2 separate regions of the Mus musculus genome follow, and region 1 is linked to region 2. Evidence: chromatin contacts called from public promoter capture Hi-C data. All regions are on one chromosome and are shown on one strand. Each heading gives the region's core, a stretch centred on a gene start, on an enhancer-like site or on the middle of the called end of the contact. The rest is flanking DNA. Distances are from core to core; before and after follow the strand shown.

What was found. Promoter capture Hi-C pulls out the DNA fragments that hold promoters and counts their contacts.
Region 1: a contact with region 2 is called in a promoter capture Hi-C map of pre-B cells. The contact joins the enhancer-like site here to the promoter of Tmem68 in region 2. A contact is called at or near these places in 9 of 39 promoter capture datasets (the 3T3-L1 cell line, the C10 cell line, the HPC-7 cell line and 5 more), 2 of 484 Hi-C or Micro-C datasets (bone marrow-derived macrophages and olfactory sensory neurons), 9 of 115 datasets of contacts at active chromatin or transcription factors (the 230-238 cell line, bone marrow-derived macrophages, embryonic limb bud and 5 more) and 3 of 9 other capture datasets (adipose tissue, liver and macrophages).

Annotation. Positions count from the first base shown.
Region 1 is chr4:3,952,702-3,955,401 of GRCm38.p6, reverse strand. No RefSeq gene overlaps it. Among named protein-coding and RNA genes, the nearest start is that of Chchd7, 15 kb to the right of the region's middle. Within about 2 kb of position 1,316, at least 78 of the 459 cell types and tissues checked have an H3K27ac peak or open chromatin away from gene starts, as enhancers often do. A contact at or near this core is called in the HPC-7 cell line, bone marrow-derived macrophages, hematopoietic stem and progenitor cells and 3 more, where this site is marked.
Region 2 is chr4:3,573,469-3,576,168 of GRCm38.p6, reverse strand. Tmem68 (transmembrane protein 68) reads left to right here and starts at 1,316. Exons shown (of 8, transcript NM_028097.4): 1 at 1,316-1,465. Tgs1 (trimethylguanosine synthase 1) reads right to left here and starts at 1,290. Exons shown (of 13, transcript NM_054089.4): 1 at 1,040-1,290. The coding sequence starts at 1,143.

The sequences.
Region 1 (2,700 bases), core at 67-2,566, 380 kb before region 2:
CACACACACACACACACAGAGCTAGAAGTAAAACAGGATTATAAACTTAGCCACACCTCCAACCACTGAAGGTGTAATTCCCTCACGAACATTCCTTCCCCTCTCAGCTTTCCACACCTTCTCATGCATCCCCCCAGTGCAAAGTTTTAAATGAGCAGGAAATAAAATTGGAGACAGAAGAGGTAACTGAATGAGGCAGTCACCCACACACTCATCTTAGGGAATGCCAGGAGGCTACACAAGATTGGAGGCGAACAGACCCATGACTGCGCTGTGGCAGAAGAAAGCTGGTGTGAGTTTTTGGTGGTGATGATAATAATATAGTTTGTTTTTCCCAGGAGGTGGAGAACTGTGGTCTATTTGGGTTGTGAAAGACACTCTTCACAGTGAGAATCCTCTGCTGAAGTCATCATGGGATTGGAATGCTGTTCCACAAGGACATGTATATTGAAGTGAATGAAACAGACAGGGATGACACTGGTTGCCAAGTGTAGCCTATAAACTGAAAACACCCTCCAGGATCTGCAGCGTCCCAAGGAACTTCCTCTTCAGAAGTCGTTACTACAAGAAAAGGGCAAACCAACACGTTTATCCAGGAGGAAAAATACATCTTCTACTTGGCTGTGATCCAGGCTTCTTGCCTTATTCTTTCTTGCTATTTTGTGGCATAGAGTACTTTGTCATCTCTCACTAAAGTCACCTCTCATAGCTTTTGCAGTAGTAGAGGGTAAGGCAAGAATGATGGGTGCAAAGTACTATACATTTTTTGAAAGATTTTCTAGAGTGGATGAAAAGGGTGAACCCACTACAATATTTAGAATATTCTTAATGTGTAACTTTCTCCCAGAGTATGCAGCTCTCATTCACTTTAACAATCTCTGATTTACAAACTTGGTAAGTACGAATTGGTGAAATAAATGAGAATTTGGATAATAGCTGCAATTATGAGGTTTGGAAAACAGAATAGACACTAAGAAATAGGGTCAGCCTGGAGCACAGAGGAAGAAAACTGGCAACTTTGTCTACTGAGCAGGTCACTTGAATGCACTAAGGCTCAGTCTTACATCTGCAAACCAGGAAGGCTGACTTCTCAGAGCACATGCAACTTTCAGTGTAATTAATTATGTTTCTGAGAGTGTTTTACGAAGTGAAAATGAAAGTATGAAGTATCACAGTCGTCTCTGCCTTTGCACTTTCCAGAAGTACAGAGCACTGCAAGGATACAATGAGCTATACCATCACATAATCCCAGAGTCAAGGAGACCTGTACTCCATGCTGCATTATGGAAATGTGAACCTTGTGTAGAAAGTTCAAGTTTCAGGAAGAGTAGATGAGGCTAGACTAGGCAGAGTCAGAGGAAGTGAGAGGAGGTTCTCTGAAGGGAATGAAGGACTGATTGAAAAGTGGAGTGGAGGGAAGGGAGGAGAGAGTAGGGAGAATTCTAGTTGGTAGCAGAACAGTCTAAGCAACAGTCAGCTTCTTTATGTAAATTGTGCCCTAAGCATTGGTGGGGAGGGGGGAGTACTGTTTATTCTCACTTCCATCTAGCTCCTTTTGAAATCTTCAGTTGCTGCCCAGTGGACTCTTGTATGCTTCTCTTGCTTACTGATGATTTCAGATGGGGATGAAGAAACTAGGACAGTGGTAGTCCAGGAGTAAAAACTCTCAGGAGACAGCAATATGGACCAAATGGTAGAACAATAAGAGGGAAGGTGTGGAAAGGGGCACTTTGTTTGGTTTCAGACAGCCTTTTCCTGCAGATGCAAGAGAGTGTTATCTTTTATAGTTGGGGTTTTTGAAAGGACTAGGTGGCTGGCCTAAAGTTCACTGTGGCTTTTAGTGATGAATAATCCAGTCTCAATACACGCCTCTCAAATATCAGTATCTACCCACCCAACTCATGGGTTTCTTTATGGTCACTATAACCAATTTTTTAAATTATAATTTCAAAACACAGAAGATGCTTAAGGGTGAAACAATTCATTCAGATGATCCAGATAATAGGGCGCAGAGCCAAAACTCACATAAACACAATGCTCTTTTCACACTTTGCCATGTAATACTTATGTTATTAATCAGGACATTTGGCTTTTTACTTTCATTGTGGCTGTTTCAGAAGCCAGCATAGCCATCTTTGCCCAGTTACCCTGCACCTGGTTGAATTACCCTCTCATTCTGTCATTTTCTGTTCTTCCCTTTGTTTGAATTTGCTTGTAGCTTGCCCTCTTTCCTACCAGTACCCAGGTATGTGCTTTGAAATGACCCTTACTTTCTTTATTTCTTTAAGAAAACTCTCAGGACTTGAATGAGAAATCCAAGTGGTCTCAAACAGGAGATGCTGAGTGGGTAGACTTAGGTGATCTTTGTAGACTGATCATTTTACAGTCCAGTGTGTGCTAAACAAGCACTCCACCACTGAAGCCCCAAGTAGTTCAGTCCCCAAAATAGTCTTTTTTAAAATGTGATTTCACAGTTTTTTCTAAAGGAAGGTGCATATCCAGTGCATACCTACCATCTCACTGTGTGATAGCACCATCCAGCTCTTACAAGGAAAACTAGCCATTTGTTGAGAACTCCTACAAATTTCTCAATCTGAGCACAGCCTATGACTCACAAACAGAACTCTATGCAGTTGCAGGATGTTCATCTGAAACACTGACAACAGCAGAAATGGCTCCTGAAACTGAAAACTATCACTG
Region 2 (2,700 bases), core at 67-2,566:
CAGATTTCCTGGCCTGCCAACGGCATGGAACAAAAAGCTACAACTGAGGCTCAAGGAGAGAGGCTGAACGTTCGATTAATCTTTGTGGAAGGAACAGGGAGGCCTCCGGATGGGAACAGATATCCATTCTCTGTCAGCCATTGTCTGTGCTAGTTTGTGACTTTGTTTCCCATGATACTGTAAAGTGTATTAAGGTTATGAGAAATACATTTGGGGCCAGTGTGGTTCAGGCCTGCAGCCCTCCGGATTTCTAACCTTTGTCTCTGAGTCTTCTTTTCGGTCTTATAATCATCCTCACTCCCCCACTAGAAGACTGTTCAACTCTGAACCAGCAGGACCTGTGCAAATGAGCCTAGTACATTTTTTAAATGTTAAATTTAACATGGTGTTATATTTCTTTTTTGAGGAAACTTTCAGATATCTTCCCTCAAGTACATAATGAAAATGAGTACCTTCAAATTTAAAATTTGTCAATGCTTTTCCCACCAGAAGGTACTTTCTATTCTGGCAATTTTAAACATGAAACCAACATTTCCCCCAGAGATGTCTCTAAAACTGCCATAAACAGTTAACACTTTTATCTCAAATAATTAGACGTTTCAGATACATAAATTTTTGTTGGAAAGGATTTTACAGTTTGCAAATAGAGCTCTAATTTGATCCTTCATCTCATCAATCTATTTGTATTAGTTTACACTTCACACTCCATCTTACTGGTATAGCTCAGGATGGTCTTGAATTTGCTATCCTTCTGCATGGCCAATACCTGGGCCATCTCGCCCGACTCAACCAATGTTGAGATTGGCCCTTCATTTATGGAAACCCGAAATGACACATATAAGGTACCACATTTAAAAAAAAATCAAAATTATATTAATCTTCCCTTTAGTAATTGCAGTAGAACATTCCTTCATGCCCGCGGGGTTTCGAGTTTCTTAGACATCAGGTCATGTGGCTTTCTGGAAAGCCTCTCTCTAACTCTGCGACACCCCCATTCCTGAGCAAGGACAGAAAGTGAGAGAGGACCGTCGCGACTTACTCCACAAATGCCCGGGAGCAGAGGCAAAGGATCTTGTACTCCTCCTCGCGGTCTTCAATGAAGAGCAGCATTTCGGCCACATGGTTCCACTTCTCGCAACACATTTCGTTATCCGGGCTCGCTCTGGTGTTGTCCGCGACTGGGCCGGGCGCTGTTGCTGAAGACAGAAAGGCGTAACTCGCGCGGGCAGAGGAGCGGAACGCGCCTGGGGACGCTCGAGCCGGGAGCCAGCCAGCCGCGCTACCGGAAGCAGCGACAGCAGCTACCGGAAGGGGCGGGGCGACCGACGGTCCTACACCCAATGTGGCTCGGCCTTCTTCCTCTCAGGCAGTTAAAGGAAACCGGCACTACCCGCGTGTCTGCTTCTCCCGGCTCTGCCGCCGACCAGCTGCCGAGGTCGCCGATTTCCTGTGACTTTCTTGTCAGGTGCGTCGAGCTCCCCATGGACTTCTCCATGCTGTTCTAGCCGGTAGCAGGCGTGGTGTCCTGGTCGCGGGGCCCGGAGCGGAAAGCCGGACTAGTTCCCGGCCTCTGCGCCTGCGCCGTGCAGTATATCTACAACTGCAGTATTCCTTCCTTTCATAACTCCTAAATTCAATATACCAGTCTAGATGTGAATTATAGATAGGCATGGTGGTATACACCTTTAATCTCAGACTTGGGAGGCAGAAGCAGACAGATCTCTCTGAGATCAAGGCCAGCTTAGTCTGCAGAGCAAGTCAGGTCCACACAGATGCTGTCTCAAAAATAACTAAATGTCTTACAGCATTATTGGAGAGAGTGACTAGAGTTAGACTATGATGCAGTAGAAGAGTAGTCATTAAAAGAGTAGGGGACTTTAACCAAAAGTAGAAGAGCATTTTTATATTGAAAAACAAAATCTTTGCAAGGTAATGTACATCAGAACCCGGAGAAAGAAGCTTGAACTCAAGGGGTTTTTGTTGTTTGTTTTCTTTTTATTGATAAGTGACACATGGGTGTGAGGAGAAGGCTTATTGGTTATTCGAGTTGGTTAAAGGGACAAAACATTCACGGGTGCATGAAAGTTGTCCTCCGCCTTCACATGCTCACTCATGCATCCTCCCCACAGGGTCAGGTGATTAAAAAAAAACATTTTAAAATTCTTTAAAAAGCCAATGGCATGTAATAATTTTACATATTTCTGGGTCACGGGGCAGCATTTCAGTGCATGTAGAAGATCATGAGAAGATACATTCATGAGAAGATCCGGGGAAACGATATATTTCTCACCTCAGACACTGTTTCTTTGTGTTGGGGCATTCAAACTGTTCTCTCTTAGCTGTTTTTGGATACTCACTTTGTAATCCAGTTTTCCTACTGTGCTTTAAAAGTTAAGTCTTCCTTTTGGCTATGCTCCACACCCACTAAATCACCATGTCTATATACTTCCCTGCACTTGTCCTGACTCGCTGTTAATCTTTGAGATTAACTTCCTTGTATGAGAGACTGATATGGCACCACCCAGAGTTAGTGTGAGACTTCCCACCTCCATTAACAACAGCAAAACCAACCAAACAACCTCACAGACATTCTCAGAGGTTTGTCTCTTAGGTGGTTCTAAACCCATAAGCTGACAGTCAAGAGTAGCAACAACAGTGTTGCTATCTATTCTTCATATGTTTGATAGCCAGTGACTATTC